Linked DNA regions of Mus musculus: region 1 is linked to region 2. The links are chromatin contacts, called in public ChIA-PET maps. All regions are on one chromosome and are shown on one strand. Each heading gives the region's core, a stretch centred on a gene start, on an enhancer-like site or on the middle of the called end of the contact. The rest is flanking DNA. Distances are from core to core; before and after follow the strand shown.

Evidence for each region. ChIA-PET counts read pairs in DNA pulled down with a chosen protein or histone mark.
Region 1: a contact with region 2 is called in an RNA polymerase II ChIA-PET map of memory CD8 T cells, with 69 read pairs. The contact joins the enhancer-like site here to the promoter of Tlr6 in region 2. A contact is called at or near these places in 12 of 39 promoter capture datasets (the 3T3-L1 cell line, the C10 cell line, embryonic stem cells and 8 more), 1 of 484 Hi-C or Micro-C datasets (CD4 T cells), 9 of 115 datasets of contacts at active chromatin or transcription factors (the SCID.adh cell line, acute myeloid leukemia, bone marrow-derived macrophages and 6 more) and 3 of 9 other capture datasets (adipose tissue, liver and macrophages).

The regions. Positions count from the first base shown.
Region 1 is chr5:65,214,485-65,219,985 of GRCm38.p6, reverse strand. Wdr19 (WD repeat domain 19) reads right to left here. Exons shown (of 37, transcript NM_153391.2): 6 at 4,068-4,183. Among named protein-coding and RNA genes, the nearest start is that of Wdr19, 18 kb to the right of the region's middle. Within about 2 kb of position 2,460, at least 32 of the 459 cell types and tissues checked have an H3K27ac peak or open chromatin away from gene starts, as enhancers often do. A contact at or near this core is called in the SCID.adh cell line, effector CD8 T cells and memory CD8 T cells, where this site is marked.
Region 2 is chr5:64,958,017-64,963,342 of GRCm38.p6, reverse strand. It overlaps Tlr6 (toll-like receptor 6), which reads left to right and starts at 3,295. Exons shown (of 2, transcript NM_001359180.2): 1 at 3,295-3,320.

The sequences.
Region 1 (5,501 bases), core at 1,211-3,710, 260 kb before region 2:
AGCCTACTTCATAGCTGGTGGTCCGGTCAGAAAAAACAATGTTCATTTCAAACTCGCAATCCTTGACCTGTTTTTCCTTATTAATGGCCTGGGGTTCCAGCTTACACACTGAGGAGTTCTAAGGGGAAACATTTATATAAAAAGCTGAAGGAGCCAGGCCCATCATACCCTGAAGGACTGAGCCAAATGCTCCAAGTCTAGTAAACTCTGAAGAACATGAGCTTAAAGTTCAAAATAATGTCATCCGCAGAGAACAAGACATCGAGAGTCCCCAAAGCACAACCATGAGAGCCAGAGCAAGGGAGAGTATATAATAAAACAGAGACAGGAGGCTACTCATTAAAACGGGAAAGGCCATGTTAAAAAGTTTCGGAAGACTGTACCTTTTATTTTTCAATAGTTTTTTTTTTTAATTTTTTATTAGGTATTTAGCTCTAGTTTTTTTTTTTTTTTTTAAGATTTATTTTATGTGTGTGATTTTGCTTGCATGAATGTCCACGCACCATGCGTGTGCCTGGTGCTTGCCCTCAGTCCTAAGAGGGTGTTGAAACTGGAGTTATGAAACACTGTAAACTTCTGTGTGGACGCTGGGAATTGAACCCCAGCCCTTGACAAGAGCAAGTGCTCGTAACTGCTGAGCCATCTCTGCAGCCGGCAGACTGTACTCGTGTGCTGTAGGAGACGTATTTTGCTGGGTGAAGGTCTGGAAATGGTATTGTTTGGCTGGTACCACGTGTATAGTTTTGTCAGCTTTTTTCAAAGGTCCGTCCTGAAGGACCGTATCATTTTTATCTACAGCTTCCCCAATAGAACAAGTGGTCATGTCATATGTCACCTCTCAGTGTGACAGATGAGCAATGATGTCTCAGTGTGGCTCTCATATTCTGTAATACTGTTTCATCATTACCGTGTGTTAATTATTTTATACATGTGTAGATTGCCTTTCCAGATATTTCAAGCAGAGTTTTAAAAGAACTACCAAGTATTTTCTAAAAGCAAAATATAGAATTTTCACAATTTAAGACTTCCAGGAGGTCGAGGCAGAGGGATGGCCATGTGTTTAAAACCAGCCTGGGTTCTGTAATGAGTTCCAGGGCAGCCTGAGCTACAAAGGGAGGCCTTGTCTCAAATGCAAAGGATAATGGCCTGGGGTGCAGCTCAGGGTTAGGGCGCTGGCACAGCACACAGCTCTAGGTTCAACCCCTAAAGCTGCACAACCAAGACAAGACAGAGCCACCGGAACAGTCTCTAGCCTCCAGAAGCAAGATAGATGCTGAGCAGGGCGAACAGAAATGACAGAGGGATGACTTTCTGAACCACAGCAGACACACAGCAAAAGAGACAAGACGTGCGCGGTATGCTTTGCCTACAAGTGACACTTTCTGTGGTATGCCTACTTTGAGAAGGAGACTTCTTAAGGTTAGAAAGTGCAAACAGTTATCTTGTATGCAAATACTGGCAAGACGTAATGATCTCCTGTGATGCTCTGTAGAAAAAAGTATCCCAAGGTCATTCATGACTCAGGGGACCAAAAACTGCAAGAACACACCAGGGATGTCCAGTGTGGGCACCTGAATTGGGGGCGGGGCAGCAGTAAACAGTGCATCTAATGTTCTGTTTCTAAAGGGCAGCAGAATAGAATGATCAAAACTGCAAGGTGACTAGAGCTCATGTCGGAGCAAACAGCGTTGAGAAGGCCAGAAGAATCTTAGAAAGTATACTAGTTTGAGGCAGTGACTTGGCTGGGTGGACAAAAAGTGTTTAGCATATGTACCCAATGACCTGAGCTTAAGTCCCAGATTCCATATAAAGGCAGAAGGAGAGAACTGACCCCACAAAATTGTTCTCTGATCTCCATTCACATGCTGTAGCACACATGTGTACTCATGTCCACCATATGTGCACGCGTGCACAAGCACACGTGTGGGTGTGACCATATGGCTGGGCTATGACAGGAAAGGAAACCAACAAGGCTGCTTTTGGCTCAGCTTCTCCACTAATTTCTAATGTTTTGCCTCCCTCTCTCCCTTTCCCGGGGCTGAAATGCAGACAGAACCCTGAGGCAGGAGCTTTCAGCTGGCAGGTAAGGATGCGTCCTGGAAAAGGCCAGAAGCTAAGATGGAAGGGAGATGGCATTCTGGGTAACCCACCCACTTCCTTACTGCTACATGAGAAAGACAGGAAACCACAACACGACAACTGTCATGTTCTTACAGTCCCTATAATTCGAAACTTATAATTCTGTTACTATTTACTTACTTATTTACTGGTCCTAAGGACTGAGCACAGAGCCTCGTGAACTGAGCCACACTCCCAACCTCTGTGATAACATTTGCCCACACTCTGCCTTATTCAGGTTGTCTTCTGTCTTTTAAAGATTCACAGTCTAAAGTGTACTGGTTGTTACCACCTCCCAAAGCTATAAAGCATAAAAGCTGGACCACAAAATTTGGTAACTCATCATGAAAGGCCATGTGTCTTTTAGAAGACTACCTAGTATCACGGCAGGAGTGTGTGTGAATAGGAAAGTCCCGTGAAGGTGAAGAACCTTTCATAACAACCTTTGCTTAATTGTAAATAAGAGTCCCAAGAGAGCTACATGAATTCCTTCCTGTCCACACTCCATCACCTCCTACTAGGCTCCAACTCCTCCAAGGTTCCCCTACGTCCCCACAGTATGTAGACGAGAGACCAAACTTCAGACAACGAAACCTTGGGTGATAAACCACATTCAACTCCAGCACACTCCATGGGAGAGATCCACATGGTAGGGAATCAGGACTTACAGTGGATAGAGTGAGTCTGTATAGGAACAGAAATCTGCAAGGAGCTGAACTCTACCAACCACTACGTGAGTGAGCTTAGAAACGGCCTTGTGGGAGATTCTGAGGCAGAGGCACTCCAAGAAGCTGCATCTGGATTCCTTGTCAACAACAATGAAACACTGATGTTTCAAGCTCCTACATTTTGAGATATTTTGTTATACAACAACAGCTGACAAATACATCACATTTCCAACTGTCTGTACAGTACAGACCAAGGAAGGTTTATCTGTGTGCTGTGCCTAAGCAGATATTCCAAGAGTATTTCAGTCAGTGCAGCCTAGTTCAGACAGTACAGTAGGGCACTGAGGTATGGACTGTAAAGACAGTACACCAGGGTACTGAGGAATAGATAGTGGTTCATGGAATAATTTTCCCAGTGGTGATGCTAGGTAGCCATTGACAATGCAGATTCTCTGAAGAAGAGATCCTCTTAGGATCAAATCAAGTTTGGGAAATTTCAACAGAAGAAGGAATTCATCTTAATTGAGATTTAGTCAGGATTCCTTTGGAAACTATTTAACATATCCATTAAAGGTATATCCATTAAAGCTTTAGACTCAGGAAGCCTGATTTGGAGTCCACAGTTCTCTAGTTCTTACCATTTTATCAGCATGCATGCATAAAACTTCACAAACATACTGTCTGAAACCACAGAGCTGATAATCCATTTGATATCAAAGGGGAAAATATATTTCCTTTAATAGCTAACTTATTAATCTTAAAGAAAAAAATCCTAGTAAAAAAGGATTTGTGTGTGTGTGTGTGTGTGTGAGTGTGTGTGTGCGTATGCAAGTGTGAAAGTTTGTGTGCCCACTTGTATCTGGGTGCTGTGTGTGTGTATGGATGCATGGGAACAGACAAAGGTTTCTGATCCTTAAAACATAAAACTGGGGGCTGGAGAGCTGGCGTAGTAGTTAGAAGCACTTGTTGCTCTTGCAGAGGACCCAGGGTCAGTTCCCAGTGCCCACAGATGGCTAGTAAACATCTGTAACTCCAATTCCAGGAAACCTGACGACACCCTCTTCTGACTTCAGTGGTCACCAAGCATGCACACGGTATACACACATAACTGCAGGCAAACACTCATACACCAAAAGTAAAATAAATCAGCATCTTTAAAAATATGGAATTATAAGCATATTCCACAGTGACTTAAATAAACTTTTATACATTAATCTGACATAAAACTGTTTACCACAAGGAAAAATGAACATCTCACATAGAGAGATGGTGGCGTGTTACCTGTCTTATTGTGTCGCCTTCCTGGTTACTAACTGTAATCATTTTATCTTCACCTCCCAAAGCAAGGAGATTCTCTGAATTCCAACATCCACATGTGATTTTCTTAGTATGTTTTCCTGAAGAAAAAAAAAAAGGCAATTTTTGCTGACATGTGGACTTCTCAAAACAGATAAATAAAAAATTAGTTATGCTAATCTTATGTGCCATGGGACTGAACAGACAAGAGATTCTACTCCCACGAAAGCCCTTAGTGTCTATGCAAATTTATATCAAATCCATCATCACTAAGCTAGAAAGTAAAATAACGGTATATAACAACTTTTTTTTTTTTTAAAGATTTATTTTTATTTATTATATGTAAGTACACTATAGCTGTCTTCAGACACTCCAGAAGAGGGCGTCAGATCTTGTTACAGATGGTTGTGAGCCACCATGTGGTTGCTGGGATTTGAACTCTGGACCTTCGGAAGAGCAGTCGGGTGCTCTTACCCACTGAGCCATCTCACCAGCCCTATATAACAACTTTTTGTCTGGATAATATAAACAGGTCTTATCAGGGAACAATGTATTCCTCTACAAATTTTGTTGATTCATCACAGAACCAAGCTTGTAATATACAGGGTCCCTCTGTATAGCCTGGAACTCAGTCTGTAGAACAGGCTGGCCTCGAACTCAGAAATCTCCCTGCCTCTGCCTCCCGAGTGCGCCACCACGCCCGGCAGCTTGTAATATCTTAAAGGAAGCAACCCCTAAAGCACAAAGGTGAAGGGAGCGTTTAGAGAAGAGCCTGTGGGCAGACTGTGTTTCTCTTGGATTAAAGGACTCAGGTGATGCAGTGAAACCAGGAAAGGGAAGGATTACGTGAAGAGAGGCTGAAAGGTGCTGAAGACAAATGCCTTTCTTCTTGAAAATTATATTTATTTATTTATTTGCTTATGTGTGTGTGTGCATGTGCACATACATGGCACATGCATGTGTGCATGTGTGTTCCACAGCGCACATGCAGAGGTCAAAGGACAACCTTTGGGAATTGATTCTCTCCTTCACCATGTGGGTTTCAGGGATTGCATTCATGTTGTAAGGTTTGGCAGCAAGTGCCTTTACCTGCTGAGCCATCTCACTGGCCCATAAATTCTTCTCTTTACCAAGGAGAGGGAGAAGAAACCTTCCTTTCTTTCCGATACACTGTCACACTGCTCAAAACTCAGGCTCAGCATAGCATCAGTAAGAACAGTTAACATGAGCTAGAGTTCTCTGGTCACTTTGGTAACCGAAATGGGAGACTGGCATTATTTAATTAAACTGTCATAACTAACATGTGTACATATCAGAACACTGCATAGCAAGAAATGCCAGTATCTTGTTGAGCTCAAAGGCACAGATCAGTACAGCATGAAATGCATATTTGGTTACTATCCAGTGCTGGTGGATCGA
Region 2 (5,326 bases), core at 2,046-4,545:
AGGTATAATGAAGGGGTGGCCCATGATGTTTCTGTGCAGTGAGACTGGGGAACTGTTGGCATCAGAGGGAAAGACTTGAGCTAGAAATAGAAATCAGAATGCTTACAAGCCAGATCATGGCTGGTGTTAACAGCATCTCGGGTACAATCAGGGGTGTTCTATTCAACTACCAAAACCTGAATTAGTGAAGGGCTGGTGCTCAACTTAGTGAACCAAACACCAAACCTGAAACATCAGGCAGAATGGTTGAGATCAGTTGGTGATTGATTTCAAGGACTGGTTTCAAATGCTGGAAGGAAAGACAGAGATGGGGAAATCAGAAAGTCAAGGGCAGATGCCTCCAGGGTCCTATAAGGATGCAGCTAGGAGCCAGACACCAGGCTAGTATGCAGGTCTCAGTGCCTAGATCCTCCTATGACACCAAGAGTCATGAGAAGAGCTTCAAAAATGGTGTCAACATCTGGCTCCTCTGAGCCTTTTTTAACAATTTGGGAGCACGGGAAGTGTTGGTAAGCTCCTGTTTCTAACATTCTGACTCATACTTGGTATCTCTGAGTGTCCTGTTCTTTGTCTATCTCAGGAGTGTGCACTGAGTAGTGTCTGTATCTTCCCACAGGCAGTGAGGATGCTTCGCCGTGTGCTTTCTCGTGTTAGACCCATTTCTAGCCCCGCCCCCAATCCATCCGATTATATTCTTGGCTTAATTTGTGCCCGCCCTTTGGGTTTCTCAGTCACATTTTTATTGATGTGTGGAAAACCTGACATAGTTTGGATACCATTACATGGTTGTACGCACTACAAATACCATTTTAATTCAGTCCGTGGTTTGTCTTCCCCACAAATTCAACAGCAAATGTTAGCTTTAATATCAGTACTTAATAATGTTTTCCTTCTGTCTGAACTGCGACAGGATATTAACTGGCTTTAGGCTATATTATCTTATTTATCCCACTGTGACATTTAAAAAAAATTAAAGTAGCATAACACATAAAATCGGATAGGGTGGCGCATGCTTGCAATGTCAACACCGGGGAGCCGAGGCAGGACGATATGAGACCCACTTGTAAGATGCTATCTCATAAAATATGAAACATCATATATGGTATTTTTTAAAGGACAAAGGGGGATAACATGGTGAATGGGACTCTCTCTTAGTTATGCTGGAAGACAAGAGTTCTGAAGAAAAGCATTGTATGTGTTCCAGTATATGCATGTGATAATGCTACTAGTCTCCTGTGGCCGATATAGGAAATTTCCTTTAGCCACGTGGCTTAAAACAACAGCAATGTGTTCCTCTTATGGCTCTAGAAATCAGACAGTTGGAAGTGAAGGCAGGGTGGTGCTCCCTCTGCCTTCTGGCCGCAGGCATCCATCGGCTTCTGACTCTGAACCTGAGTTCCGGCTTCTGAGTCAAATGGCTACCTCTCGGTGTCTCCTTATGTGAGACTTGGGACCTGGCACACTGTGATGCTGAGCACAGTCTTGGGACGGCCTGCCCCTGACCAGTCCATTTCTTAGCTACTCCTGAACCAGTGTGAGGTGGGGGTAGAACACTTATCTCCCAGCACCTTTATGAGTGTTGGTAAGTACTTGTAAAATGCCCAGAGTAAAGCTGGCAGGAAGACGAGCCCTGTATATGCGTGCTAGGCCATAGTTCTGCTTCCTGATTTGCTTCATGTGATCTCAATGCTCTATGATCTTTCTACTTTCCCATGTGAAAACATGGCTTTCACAGAATCCAAATCTCCTACTCTTGTGGCTTCTTTTTTTGTCAGTTATCATTCCAGCTGCTTGGTATTCATTATCATCCCTCGAAAAAAAATCACAACTCTGACTGTTCTGTAGATGAAAAAATAATCTCAGTGAGGTTACACAACTTGCCCAAAGCTACACAGTTGGCTAAGCGAGGCACTCAGCCCAATGTGTTCTCTTTTCTGCTCATTTTCCTGTCATGTGGTCCCTTCCATGTGAGTTGCATGAATTAGGTTGGCTCTACCCTTCCCCTTAGAGTTGTGACAGCTTCAACAGGAGTAGCACTTGCATCCCCAAAGGTCATCATTACTGTGCAATACAACCGAGATGTGAGTCATGTGACCGCTCTTCAATGCTAGGCGCACGTATGTGTGTGCCTGTATGCGTGCGTGCGTGCTTGCTCAAGCTTGTGTGTATACCTCTGAATCATGTGGTTTCTTAAGAAGCAGGCCCAGTGTTGCCTGCCATCCCTTGCATCTCATTGGCTCCTCTCCCCTCTGCCTAGGTCTCCAGTCGGGTCTGGATATCTCCACTCATTCGCTCCCTCCACACACTAGTTGCCAGCTTTGCCCCATCACTCCTTGCTGAGCCTCCCCAGTTCGGAGAAGACTTCCTCTTATGTTTGCTGAGTGACTATGAGCAGTAAGATGTTCTTCTTCGTTTCCTCCCGAAAGCAGAAGTGATTTCCAGCTTATCATTGGCCAACGTACAGTCTTGGTAGTTTTTTGTTTTTGTTTTTTTGTTCAAAGACGAGATGATGGTAGCCAGAGAGATCAATTAGGAGACGATCATCTAGTTAATCGAGTGAGAAGCCGGGATACAGGGACACCTGCTCAAAGTGTCTGCCCTTCATCCTCTTTGCCTTTCAGCCTTGACTAAACGTGTTTCTCAAATTCTAAACAGTCTTTAGAAAACCAAGTTCTAAGCTGCTGTGGAAGAAGACCAGCATCGCTTGCTCTTCCCGAATTAAGAACTGAAGCTCCCAGTAGTAGTGAATGTTGACAAACTGTCGAGGCTGGCTAAATGTGTATTGACACTGAAACTTCTCTTGAAAACCGGCTTTCCAAAAAGCACGCCATGAGCTTTAAGCTTATTTTGTTTTTAAAGTATCTCTGTCAGTCCCAAGGTGCTGAAACCTTGCTCGAATGACAGTGGTGATTTTGTAGGGGAAATATGAAGGATTGTCACAGCACAGAACTGAATCTCCTAACTTCTATCCTGGTGGCAATTTAAAATTCAGTCTGAAATAAAACAAAACAAACAACAAACAACAAAACTAAACAAAAATAAAAACCAAAAAGCAGACAAAACATACCTTAAATAAATACTCGTAGTAACACCAAAATGTTCATAATCTGCTTGTTTATATGAATCTAAAGATTGAAGCAAAGATTTATAGACGGCAGCTCAGAGCCCCTCTGCTTTGGAAGGGTTTTATACACGGGGTAATTCCAACGAGTACCAAGAGATGACGCCAAACCACTCCTAAGTACCGTGGTTCCCAGGCTTAGGACTAGGGTTGGTCAAGCAACTTATTTTTTCAGAGAAATTCGGAGAAGGAAGTCTTGGTAAGTAAGAAGGCTTTTCTGGATTTTTCAAATTACTGCGTTGATATTTCAATCGAGAAAGAAAATGGTACCGTCAGTGCTGGAAATAGGTAACCTTTCTTTGAAATTTTTACAAAACGATTTTGTGGCGGTGTTTTAAAGCGTGGCTGTCGTTTGGACTACCTAAGAATTTTCTGTGACTTTCGGGTAGACAGACAACAGCTGGCATTTCAGCGGTAGCCAAGGAAGTGAGTCGACTTCTGTGACTTTTCCTGTCCCGTTGGTTTGGGCTGTTTTCTCCTTTCACGAAGTTTTGTAGTCTTTTGTGGTCGTGACAGCACACTGGGCTGTGTGTATAAAAACAGTGTTCTGTTTCCTCATCACGTGGTACTATAATCTTTTATTAGTCTGTACCTCTCACTAATTTATGAGCGTTTTGGAGGAAGGATTTAATTCTGTCCCTCCTATGTGAATTCGTTTCCGCTGCGCTAGTTTTTGCCGTGCCCTTTGTCCACAGAAGAATCTGAAGAAACATTTGGTGGAAGTGACTGAGATCAAGATTCCCAAACTCTTTGTAACTTTGAATCCAGCCGGAAGCTGGCACTTGGCCTTCAAACCCAAAGTTTGACAGAGCCAGGTTTCTCTTGTGCTTGTGTTGACTTGATTACAACCCTCCCCCCCACCCCCCTTTTCTCATAGCTTTAGTTTTTACGGCGCTCCCTCCATCCGCCACCACTTTTGGTTTTGTGGTTGACTATTCTTTTCTCTTTCACTTTCTGTTTGATGTATTAAGCAAATTCTTATTGTCTCCTCATACTTCCTTTAAAATAAATAAATAAACCTTCCCCTTTGTCCCACCCATGCTACCTACGAATTCATTAAAGTCTGGGGCTGTTTGCCAGAATGTGCACCCTAGGAACATCTCGAGGTTCTGAGCATCTTCCAGGACGCGCATATCCATGTGGGGGACATGGCAGCTGAATGAATGACAGTCCCTTGAACATAGACACGTAAGCTGCCCTCGGGGGGTGGGGGAGGGGGATTTGTAGGAGGGGACCTCATCCGTGAATGTCCATTCTCTGCCACCTTGTTGAAGAGGTTGGGCCCTCTTTATGTGTGTATTTATATCATAAATAATACAAGCATGCTTGCATATAAAACTTTTTGGCGGGGTATATTTTAAGAGAGCTTTAATTGATTAGTTCTTTGAGAATTTTGAACACTGTGTTTTTCTTCGCCCCTTCCTAACTCTTAACCACCCACCCACCTGAGTGTCCCCCCAACCCACCCCCGTCCAATCCCATCAAATCCAACTTGTGCTATCCATGTACTCTTGGCTATGTTGCCTTATATTGGACTGAGTTAGGCTTACCAAGGGCTCCTCTTCTCCCGGCAACCCTCAACTGCCTCAGCACGGAGTGGAACATTATGCCCGCCTCCACACTCCAAGCTGAAATTCTGTTAGAGACAACTTTTCCCATTAATTAATTAATTAATTAATTCGCTCATTCATTTACATTACATCCCAATATCAGCTCCCTCTCCTATCAGTGCCCCCTCATGCAGCTCCTCTTCCAACTTCCCCCCTCCTCCTCCTCTGAGATGGGGGACTCCCCCCATATCACTTCACCCTGGCACATCAAATAAAGACGGCTTTTTACAAGATTGTAAGAGATAATAGCCTGAGACCCCAGAAGATGTTAAAAGTTTTGAAATTTTAGAAATACTTGAAACTGTAAAAAAGAAAATTAAATTAAGCCCTGATCCTGACATCACTGCTATTTGCATTAGGCATAATTTTTTCACATTCTTCCCCCACGGGTTTTGAGATGCTCTAATCTGTATTCTTACAAATTAGAGTCTTGGTGGGTGTGCAGTGTGGTAACCTTCCTTCCGGTCACTTAATGCTATATTGCAGGATTTTTTTTTTTAATGCAGTGACCGAGGCTGTATGTCGTGCCACGTTGTGAATGAACCATCATTTTCTACCCTAGCCATTCTGATCTTTCCGGTTTTTATCACGGTTT